Regions from separate parts of the Mus musculus genome. Here region 1 is linked to region 2. Evidence: chromatin contacts called from public promoter capture Hi-C data. All regions are on one chromosome and are shown on one strand. Each heading gives the region's core, a stretch centred on a gene start, on an enhancer-like site or on the middle of the called end of the contact. The rest is flanking DNA. Distances are from core to core; before and after follow the strand shown. Region 1 holds the start of Tub (tubby bipartite transcription factor). Region 2 holds the start of Ovch2 (ovochymase 2).

Region 1 (5,881 bases), core at 694-3,193, 1.2 Mb after region 2:
CCAGATCTTGCTCCCTTAGGACAGAGCCAGGAGTGTCTGTTTAATAGATTCAATTACTTCAGGCTCCAGAGACCTTCCAACTTAATTCTGATTGCATTAAGGTGTCAGAGAATTTGGAAAGAAAGGGGAAAAGACAGCCGCAAAGTATTGATGGGGAAGTCTTCCAGACGCTTGTCATCCTACAGAGGTAGATAGCAAATAATTATAACTTTGTCAGAGGTGGAATGGACAACAGGGAGTTTAGGGGTCAGTGCCTCTCATACACCCTTTTTTCAGGTCTTCGGCCTAAAGGACAGCAGCCTCTGGGGGAGTAGCTTTGCTGCTGTCCTCTGGCTTCCAGGGAAGGAGGGACAAACTAGCCCTCTGCTGCTCTGAAGACCAGGCAGCAGCTTTACACTGCACCCTACTCTTGGGAGATTTTCTTGGGAGGTCCAGTATGACAGTAATAGCCCTTAGGAGGTTAATAAATAACCCAAGTGAACAGGGTTTGGGGAGCTAAGATCTCACTCTAGACAGATAAGGATTTAAGAGTAAACACATGCACAGCACATGGACTACTGGGAAGCAGAGGATGGAGACTGTGGACTGGGAGTTAGTATGTGAATGCTGGCTTCACCGAGGACTACCTGTGCAGCCTTGAGCATTGTGCTTGTCTTCTCTGTGCTTCATTTCCTCTGCTGAAAAAAAAATCTATCTATCTATCTATCTATCTATCTATCTATCTATCTATCTATTTATCTATATATATATATATACAGTTCCTAGGCCAGTCGTTAATGAAGTTATTTAAATCTCACCTAACAAAGCCCCAACCCCTGATAGCTCACCAAGCAGTCCATATATCATCATTATTGTATTTGTAGTTTATGGGTCAGACAAGGCTGAGAAGCTGGAATAAGCCCCAGGGGCAGGTTCTGGCTTGGCTCCAGGGCAGTAAGATGAGACCCACCCTAAACATGGGGGTCATTACCACACTCCTCCCAGTGCTGCCAGAATATCTCTCCATGGAGGCTCTACTGCATATCCGGTGCTGCTGAGCCTAAGGTACACTTGAGGAGTGTATAGGGTCTGTGTTCATCAGTAGTCCCTTCCCTGATCCCCATTATGAGGTTCAGGCTGGCCTTCCAGCCTCCTACGTTGCTGGATACCTGGCCTCTCCCTTCTTCCATCTAGCCCTATTATGGATCTTCCATCTTTCCCTCCCCTGCCTGTTATTAAATGTAGGTCCTCTGTACAGCCATCTCAGCAGCATTCAAGGTTAGGAGGATCTTTCTTGAGATTTTGCTGCCCTCCAAAAGGGCTTTGAGAGATGAGAGACCCTGGTTCAACTTCAGCTCCAACACTTCCTTGTTCCTTGCCCTTCGGTCAAGCCATTTCTCAGACTTCATTCCCTGGGAAATAGGGATAAAATATTTGCTTGTCAAAGCTGTTGTGCCCGCTAATGCTCCAACTTTCTAAGGACCTGGAGTGCAACCGTAAACAGAACTCTTCCCTTGGTTGTGGAAACGTGGATGGGAAGCGTAAGGTCCAAAAGAATGACCCAGGCAGAGGAAACACCGTTTACTTAACTAAAGATCAGAAGGTTATGGAGGCAGGCACATGAAATGGGAAGTTGAGAAGGAAACAGGGACTCAGTCAGTACTCAGACCAGAGGCTCCCTGAGTTGAGTCCAGGGTAAATCTGAGATAGTCAAGGACTGAGGGATAGCTGAGGTCCTAGAGGGAGAAACTGAGGCTAGGTGACAGCATCCTTCCGGCAGAGAGTGGGCATCCCGCGCGGTCTGCATCCACCGGCCAGGGTGGGGTCTCCGTCGAGGCGGGGCCAGGGGCGGGGCGGCGGCTGCCACGCAGGGCTCAGCCTGGGGCGCGAGACCCGGCGCCTGCGGTGCGGACTGCCTCTCCCGCCTCAGGCGCGCTCCAGCCCGCGCGCTCCCGGTGCCCCGCGCACTCCCGCCGCCTCTCCCGAGCGCTGCACCGCGCACAGACAACCGTTCTGGGAGCCCGCGGCCGGGGCCCTGGCGTGCAGAGAGGGCCTCGGCGGGGCCCAGCGGTCGGGCCGGGGAGGATGCGGCCCGGGGCGGCCCGAGAGTTGAGCAGGGTCCCCGCGCCAGCCCCGAGCGGTCCCGGCCACCGGAGCCGCAGCCGCCGCCCCGCCCCCGGGAGACATGACTTCCAAGCCGCATTCCGACTGGATTCCTTACAGGTACGCGGGCCCGGCTTCCCCGGCTCCAGGGCATGTTCGGACCCCCATTCCAACGCTGAGGGCGGGGAGGAGGACGGGAGCGCGCAGCCAGGGCACCCACCATCCTCCGAGTCGGGATGCAGCGTCGGTCGGGGCCATCTGGCCTGGAGGCAGGGTACTGCTCCCTCAGTCTCCTTTCCAACACCGGGAGCGCGGGTTGGAGGTGCCGGGCTTTTCCATCCCAACTTTGAGGGCCTCAAAGCCACCTGCCCTTTTCCACCCTTCTCAACACCCAAAGCTTCTTAAAAGATCTCTAGCCTTGTTGAGTCGGGTGGCACATGGAGAAAGGAACTGCTGTGAGCCAGCCGCCCCCTAGGCCCAGCACCCAGGACATGCGTCTGGATAGCTTGTGCGCACACATCCCTGCATCTTCACGCTTGCACACAAACAGAGCATCTGCGCGCTGGGCCAAATATGTCCCTGCTGTTCAGTTCATATCCCCAAAGCATGGATTTGCTGAGATGGTTAGAACCCAGGCCACATGGCAGCTTACATGTACCCATATATCTCAGTAGACCTTAATTTGGGGGCTGCACAGGTGCATACATTCAAATCTGTGCGTATAGGAATACACCGTATTACCTACTCATAAGTACTATTCAGTACCTTTCAGAGATGCTTGTTAGTGGAACTAGCTCACAATTCAGAGAATTGCTCTCACACACGCTCACGTGCACTCAAGAGCATTGACCAACCTCCTGTTCCTGGATACTTGGTTGGGCAGACCTAAGAGAGACTCGGGTTTTCTTGTGTGGGTGGTGGGGGAGGGGTGGTCTCCAGCCTCACACAGGTGCAGGCCTTTCTCCATCCACTACTCAATTCTATTACCAGGGAAAAGAGCTCATTGCCATAGCAGCGCCACATCCGTGGCCACTCATTGGCTCTCTAGTTGCCATGGGCTACCGGGCTGTCTCTAAAGCCTCCTGAAGAGGCATGTGTGTAAAAAGGGAGCTGGACTGCTAAGACCCACTTTTTATTGCTGACCCAGGTGCACATTTGTTGGTTTGCAGAATCAGACACTCAGGACCCACATAGCCCATGAAGGAAAGTGATCCTGACAGAGTCCTTCCAAAGAGTCGGTCCAGACAGAACCCCAATTAGAAACCAGCTCGAACTGCCTGAAGCTTGTTAAAAGCGGGTCTTTCTACCAACAGGCACCTGTCATAGGCCTGGGAATTCAGCGATTTTTTCTCGAGAATAATTATTGCCTCTGAGCTCAGCCTCTGTGGGGGCTTTTTGAGTTATTTTCTGTCTTACCACCAACACACACAGAGACACATGTAGACAGAGAGTCATACACAGGCTCCTGCAGACATGTGAGCCCACACCTCAGTCTCACATGGATAAGGGAGAAACCTCCAATTGGGAACTGGGGCCTGAGTTGTACTAACTCAGAAGACTATGTGCCCTTGACATATATCCAGGATGAGGGTGCAGATAGTGCTGAGGCCATTCTGGTATTTTCTTGACTCATGTGCAGCCTTACAGAGTATCTCTGACCATTTGTCTGCCAGCAGAGGTGGAAGGCAGTGCCTATGGACTGAACAGACAATAGTGCTGTGGAAGTATCTTCAAGGAGATCAGTTGTTGGGTAGTGGCCAGCCACAGGCTACACTGTGACTGTGGCAATAATGCTGTGCTTAGGTTTTGCAAAATGGAAGGCTTGGCTGGTTATGGTTCAAGACTGATTCTACCAGGGACCCAAGGACTAAAGCAACTTGCAAAGCTTGTAGAGAAAAAAAAAAAAATCTACCTCAAGCTAAGAGGGTTTAGTCTGCGCCTAGGAAAAGAGACCTCTGGGAGATAGGATTATCTCTGAGAACTCTATTGCAAGTGCCCAGGGCATTGATATCCTGAAATGGGTGATTGGCACTCAACCCAGCCTAAGCCTAACCATCCCCCATTCTCCCTCCCACACTCAGCTGAAAGCACAGAATCCTGCCACCCTGGAAGCCTAGCCCTGAAGGCAGCTTGGCACCCTGTGGCCCACCCTGCTTCCTCTCTCCCTTCCTGTCACCTGCCTTCTTGTTCTGTGCAGTGGGGAGAGTGGGTATTCAGCTGGGGGTGGGCTGCCATCAGGAGGAGCCTCCTCTGCCCTGTTCAGTCTTTCTGAGCATGCGCAGAGCCTGGAAAAGCACTGGGTTTGGGAATAGACTTCCTAGTAGGGAAGACCTGTGCTGAGAGGCGATCCAAATGGCCCTTTGCATCACTAGGCTGTGGATTGCAGGCAAAGCCACAGGTCTGTCTGGTGGCAGAAAACTGGGACAGAAGACAAAGCACAGTTCTTGGCAGCTAGGCAGGGGGCAGCATGCATACACGTGCTTTGCCTAGTGTGAGGTTTTCCCTAATGCCACAGCACTTCAGACTGGAATGTGGTGTATGGGGGAGAGAGACTGACTTGTTAGCGCTTCTGAAAGGCTCTCTCTCTCTGTCTCTGTCTGTCTGTCTGTCTGTCTGTCTCTCTCTCTCTCTCTCTCTCTCTCTCTCTCTCTCTTGCATCCTGCATTCCCTTGGCTCAGCTCATTTTCCTCAAAGCAGTGATAGTTGGTGCTAATCTTCTTAGGGGTAATTTTGGCTCAGTTTCTAATGATCATGGATTAAGCTCACATTCTGACTTAAAAGGGAGCCATTCCATTTATAAAGATCAACAACTAGAGTCATTTTTTCCCATCTCCTGTTACCTGTATTCTTGAAGAGTATTAGATGCCTGTAATGTTTGACTCTGCAGCTTTTTTATAAGTTGTAGGTGGGTGGAGTTCCAAGGAAGGACTGTAGCTTCAGGCCTGTTATAGGCCTGTGCAGTTGGTGGTTGTTTATTTGCATGTGTGTGTGTGTGTGTGTGTGTGTGTGTGTGTACGCCTGTGTAAATTTATGTGTACCACATGGAAGCCCATGGAAGCAAGGAGAGGGCAAGAGGTCCCATGGAACTAGAGTTACAGGCAGGTGTAAATTTGCCATGTGGGTGCTGGGAACTGAACTCAGGTTCTCTGCAAGAGGAATAAGCACTTTTAAATGCAGAGCCTTTCCTTAACACCCATTCTCAGTGTTCTTGCCTGCAGTGCCCAGGGTTTTCTTCACCAAATCATGAACTCCTTGTGAGCAGGCACCTCATGTGACATCTAGCTGAACCTCCAGCACTACCCAGCATAGAGAAAATGCTACCTCTATAAATCAAAGTGCTGTCAAACTTCAGACAACTTTTAGGAATTCCTGGACTTCCTGGTCCCATCACAGTGAGGCCTCCTGAACCCCTGAAAGGTACAGTTCCCACCCTAGAGAATCTCAGGCTGCATGGGCTCCCCAGGCCCTTACAGTTTCTTTGTGTGTGTATGTATGTATGTATGTATGTATGTATGTATGTATTCCTGCCAAGCATCTTCCATCAGCCAGTTGTGAATGGAAAGCGCTTCCTTGTGTTGAGTCTAAGCAAGACTTTGGGTTTCCCGCCCTTTTGGATCTTGTTAGACCCCACCCCCACCCCCCACGTCCACACACACCTTCAGTTCTGCTGCCAGGCTTAACCTCAGGCGTCTATTTTTGACAATCTCAAGCAATTCCTTCTGGAAACTAGTTTTTTATTCTTTAAAGATTACCAGCTGTGGTTACAAAAAGTCATTTGCATGGCTGATTATTAGAGAAC
Region 2 (5,217 bases), core at 383-2,882:
CTCTCTGCTCTGCCTATGAGACTGAGTCTTTAATGCATGCCTGCCACACAGTTAGATATGAAGAAATTTAATTAGATTTACTATAGGGCAAAAAATACATTGTTCAGGAACAGTGGTATGATGATAGTTTTAATTCACACACTGGTGTTAAGACAGGTGCCTGTCAGGTAAAGAGAAGACATAACTTAACAAGAAAGCCTTCATCCCCGACAACACTTCAATATGTGTGCATTTATGTGGGCTTTTGACTTCTTAAGTAAGGGGTGAGTTTAAATTTGTTTAATTACACTGTGCAATTCTGTGTTGAATTTGTTTCTCTTGAGGTTATTTTTTCCTATGAAGTTTCCAAGAGTGCATATAAAACTCTCCATCATTATCACTGAGCTTCTTCACCTAGATGGCTCTTTGAATGCTTACTACCACTTCATCTGAAAAGTCTTCCTTGATTTCTTCAAACTGGGACCTGGATCTCTCCCACAATATAGCACTCTTTCTCTCCACTCCCTGTTCCCCTTTAACAGTTCTTTCCAAGCTATGTTATGAGAGTAAATTGTCTCCTTCCCTCATTGGACTACAGAATTCTTCAGTGAGATACTTAGGAATGTGGGTCCTATGCATACACACTTCTAAGGTCTAGCACAGTTCCTGGCTTACAAGTTACACCTGAAAGCATGGCTGATTGAGCACATGACTTTTCTTGGGACTATATCCTTAAGAGGAGAGCTACTTAGATCGTCTTTAAAGCATATAAAGCTCTCCCATATAATTTATTTCTTAATCCCCACACATTGCCTGAAAAAAGGACTTTCATCTTCATGTAGAAGACGTGAAAACTAAAAATCAATGAGACCTGTATCTAATAACAGCAAAACATGAAACGACCAATTGTGGTTTCATTCTGAGCCCATTGCATGTATGATCAAAAGCTGTTCCAGCTGCTTCAGATGGATGAGTCATAAATCTGCTAGACATAAAATTTAGTATTACCTGAAGTCACTGAAGCAGAGACAGAAAACATGTTGATTCTCTGGGCTGGCACAAGTCCGACTACAGACAAGCTTGCCAACAACTGTTTTAAGCTCATTATAATCAATGCAAAAATATTTATACTATATGTCAGTGAGCATGCATCATATGGTTATTAGGATAATTTCCCTGAAGATTCTAAATACTTCCAAACCTGTTCTGATCTCCCAGAATTTGCTCCATGGAAGAATACCAGGTTGTGTAATGCTTCCAAATAAGTGGCCAATCCTAGGTCAGTTGGTAAAACTAGGAGAAAATACTTAGGGTCCCTACAACTGTTTATATTTATTTCATATTATTTCAATTCCATATGCTTATCACAGGAGAAAATTCCAGAGAAATATTTTTGAGAACCAATTACATTTCTGAAGTAATTTGCTTCTCTTGTATTCCCAAGGGAACAAGAGGTGGAGACGTTACTCTGATTTGCTGCAAGAGTGATCCCACCAGACAAAAAACAAAACAAACCAACCAACCAAACAAAACCGAAAGTAGTTATACACTTAATTTGAAACTTACTTCTTATGGAGGAAAGGGTTTCAGAATGACCTTGTTCCAAGCAGACCATTCCTAATATTAAAATCAGCTTGTCCTTGCTGATAGGCATGTTGAGATTCAACGCTTCCTCCTGAAACGTAGAGAGGCTGAAGGAAACAAAGGCAGCAAGCTTTGGAAGAATAGCAATAATCCAACTTAAAACAAGCTTATTTATTAACTGAGACTGGAGGCATAAGATGTCTTTGCATGTGGTTTCTTGAAAATGTTTTTTGTTAGATGTGGGGAATCAACTACAAAACTGAAGTCTTGACTGAGCAGCATAACATTCTATTCCACCTACATCAATAAGTTGCTTCCTCCAGTGTTCCTGGCTTAGCAAAGTGGTTTGTGTTTGAGGTTTTGTTGTGATTGTTACTTGCTCCTTTTTCTGTAAGAGGATTAAATATTTGTGTGTAATACTTCTAGCAAGATGCAAACAACTGTGTACTTATCCCTGATAGGTAATTGAGAACAGATTAAAGTAAGGATACCACCAATATCCAACTTGGTGAACCAATGTATTTTATTGGCATTACTTACAGGACTATGGATGAGGGGTTAGTCACAGGAGCTGAAATGACTCAAAGACAGTGCATTAACAAAAGCCTACTCCAGCATGGGTGACAAATTATAAAAGATTGAGACCTAGAGCACAATATAGTCTGTAGACAGTTGAACAAATTGAAGTGTCCTTTGTAGGCAGTTTTGTTGGTTTGAGTCTTTTCTAGACAGCTCAGTGGATCCAAGATTGTATTTCAGCAGTCTTTACTGCTTACATATGCTAGAGAGAGACCTAATGAATCTTACTAGTTTCACTGACTTCATAATATCTTTGTTTACTTCTTGAGCCTTAACTAGGCTCCCTTTACAATATCCTAAGTCTTAAGGAGGTTCTTTCCATGATAAAATGTTTTATTTCCTAAGGATTTGCTACACAACAAATATCAACATTGTCCCTTTGCAAGGGTAGATATTCTTAGCTGTTTGCAAACAGCCCACCAGAATGTACTAAAACACTTTACTCCCGTTCTTTTCCAAGTGTAACCGCATTAGCATGTATTAGTGAGGAAGAGGAGAAAAAAACCCTAATGCAGTAGCACATTCCATAATACATACTGCTACAGACTCTTAGGATTTTAGGATGCTGTTCATTGGCGTGTTTGTGAAGTTTCATTTCCCCCCATGAAAAAAGTATTCTAGAAGGCTAACAATCTTCACTTCTGTACCTTGTAGATGTCTAGACACAAAAAGTGGCTATAATTACTTCCACATTTTCCTCTTTCCTGGCTGAATTTCTTGGCACGTTGTGCTGGCTAGATTTATATCAGCTTGACACATGGGACTCTCAATTGAAAAAAAAATGCCTTAGAAGCTTTGCTTAGAGGCTAGTCTGTGGTGCATTTTCTAAGGTTACCATTGTTGTGGGAGGGTCCAGCTCACTGTGGGCAGTGTACACCTGGGCAGCTTGTCCAGGACAGTATAAGAAAGGCTGAATAAGCCATGAGGAGCAAGAGAGCTCCACTTCTCCATGGCTGCTGCACTAATTCCTGTCTCCAGGTTTCTGCTTGAGTTCCTGATCTGTTTTACCTGGATGAAGAAATGACTACAAGCTATAACATGAAATAAATATTTTCCTTCACAAGTTGCTTTTGGTTATGATATTTTATCATAGCAATAGAAACCCCAACTAAGACACATAATGTGCAAGAAATGTATGTGGATTGGCAGGGTCATAACCATGTAGGAAACACGAAATGCTTCTGTGAACTTCCTAGAAATCACATATTCAAATATAGCAAATGTCAAGCTAAAAGCCTCCTAACTCCTTTATGATGAAATTTCCAGTTACATAAACTAAATTTATGAATTAACACACACACAAATATAAATGCAAAATAATTATTTCTGTCTTTAATGCAATTCAACTTTATTGTTTAGATTTCTTTCTCTTTAAGTGCTATTATAATTGAAAACATTTTTAGTAGTCATTAGTTATTTGGGAATTGGATCATATTCATCACCCCTCCTCTGAAAATCTTCCCAGATCTATCCCTACTTTCCAACTTCCCCACCTTGTATTCTTATTTTTTCTTCAAAACCTACCAACACTAATTTGTGCTGCCCAAATGTTGTTGGATGTGTTCCTTTCCTTTGGGGCATAGTTGACTTACAAGGGGATACATTCTCAGAGAAAACTGACTCTCTCCTAATGTCTATCAGTTACCAATGGCTCCTTTGCTTCATGTCCAACTTCCCTATACATGATGTTGTTTGGTCTAGTTTGAGGATGTACAGGTCTTGTGTATGCTGGAATGACTACTGTAAGTTCATATGTGAAACTTCTGTTGTATCCAGCAGATAGGCTACTCATAGTTATACACCATCTCTAGGTGTTATATTATTTCCACCCTCTCTTCCACAATGAACCCTGAGCTTTTAGAGGATGGGTACAACATACATTTTCCATTTAGTAATGAATAAAATATTTTTAACCTTTCAAATTTGTGATTGCTTATTACATAGAAAATGTTTATACAAAGATGGAAAATAAAATTCCTGATTGAAACTTTGTCCACACATGCTTTAATTCTGAAGCTAATAGTTGAACTTCACAAACACGCCAATGTTAATTTGGGTGTGATATTGTCCCCAAAATATAGGCAGTTAATCATTGCTTAAGCCATAATTCAAACCTCAATCTTTCTTTGATAACAAGAGCTCTTGTGTGCTTTTAACAGTCTTTTGTGTTTTTTCAATAGCTTTTCAGAGTAACTTGGCTCATAGCCCTCCTGACTCCAAATGCTATTACATCCTATCTAAATTTTGTGTACTACTAATGTCCAGAAGTGCAGAAAGATGTCACTTAGACCTGGAATGTTCAAGATTGAAGAACCTAAAGGAGATCTATGAGCTGAGACCTACTGTTCTTTTCCAGGGTCACAGAATAACAAACTGAACTCTAGACTGAAAAATGAAAACTTTTTTTTTCTCTTTTTGTAAGAGTGCACACACAAGCCCAGAACCCTCAAGACACAGAAACCAAGGAGCAGCTGGGACAGGATCCTTCAGGTTTCCATCTGCACCCGGAACTGATCCTGTGCCACAGCGCTCCATAACCAAATACTACTGGGAGTGAGTGGGTCTTCCAGGAGTGCTGACAAGCCTGTGACCACAGGTAAGACCACCACTTCTGCTCAGAGGGACCCTTCATTGCAGAGCCCTCAGGTGACAGGAAATGAGGAACTGCCTAGGACAGGATCCTTTCAGTTTCCATCTGCTCCCAGAACTGATCCTGTGCCATAGCACTCTATATCCAAATACCATCTGGAAAGAGCTGGTCTCCTAAGAGTACCGACACACCTGTAATTACAGGTAAGACCACCACTTCTGCCTAGAGCCATCAGGACACAGGAACCAAGAAACAGCTCTCCATACGCAAATTTCCTCCAGAAAAAACTGTTCTCCCAGAGTACTGACACACAGGCTTGCAGGAGGGAAAACCCACAGTCAGGGACAGCAAGAACAGCTAACACCCGAGATAACCAGATGGTGAGAGGCAAGGGCAAGAACATAAGCAACAGAAACCAAGACTACTTGGCATCATCAGAACCCAGTTCTCCCACCACAGCAAGTCCTGGATACCCCAACACACTG

What was found. Promoter capture Hi-C pulls out the DNA fragments that hold promoters and counts their contacts.
Region 1: a contact with region 2 is called in a promoter capture Hi-C map of second pharyngeal arch cranial neural crest, with 4 times the contacts expected there. The contact joins the promoter of Tub here to the promoter of Ovch2 in region 2. A contact is called at or near these places in 7 of 39 promoter capture datasets (the C10 cell line, cranial neural crest, embryonic stem cells and 3 more) and 1 of 9 other capture datasets (liver).

The regions. Positions count from the first base shown.
Region 1 is chr7:109,008,937-109,014,817 of GRCm38.p6, forward strand. It overlaps Tub (tubby bipartite transcription factor), which reads left to right and starts at 1,944. Exons shown (of 12, transcript NM_021885.4): 1 at 1,944-2,202. The coding sequence starts at 2,165.
Region 2 is chr7:107,799,547-107,804,763 of GRCm38.p6, forward strand. It overlaps Ovch2 (ovochymase 2), which reads right to left and starts at 1,633. Exons shown (of 16, transcript NM_172908.3): 1 at 1,546-1,633. The coding sequence starts at 1,633.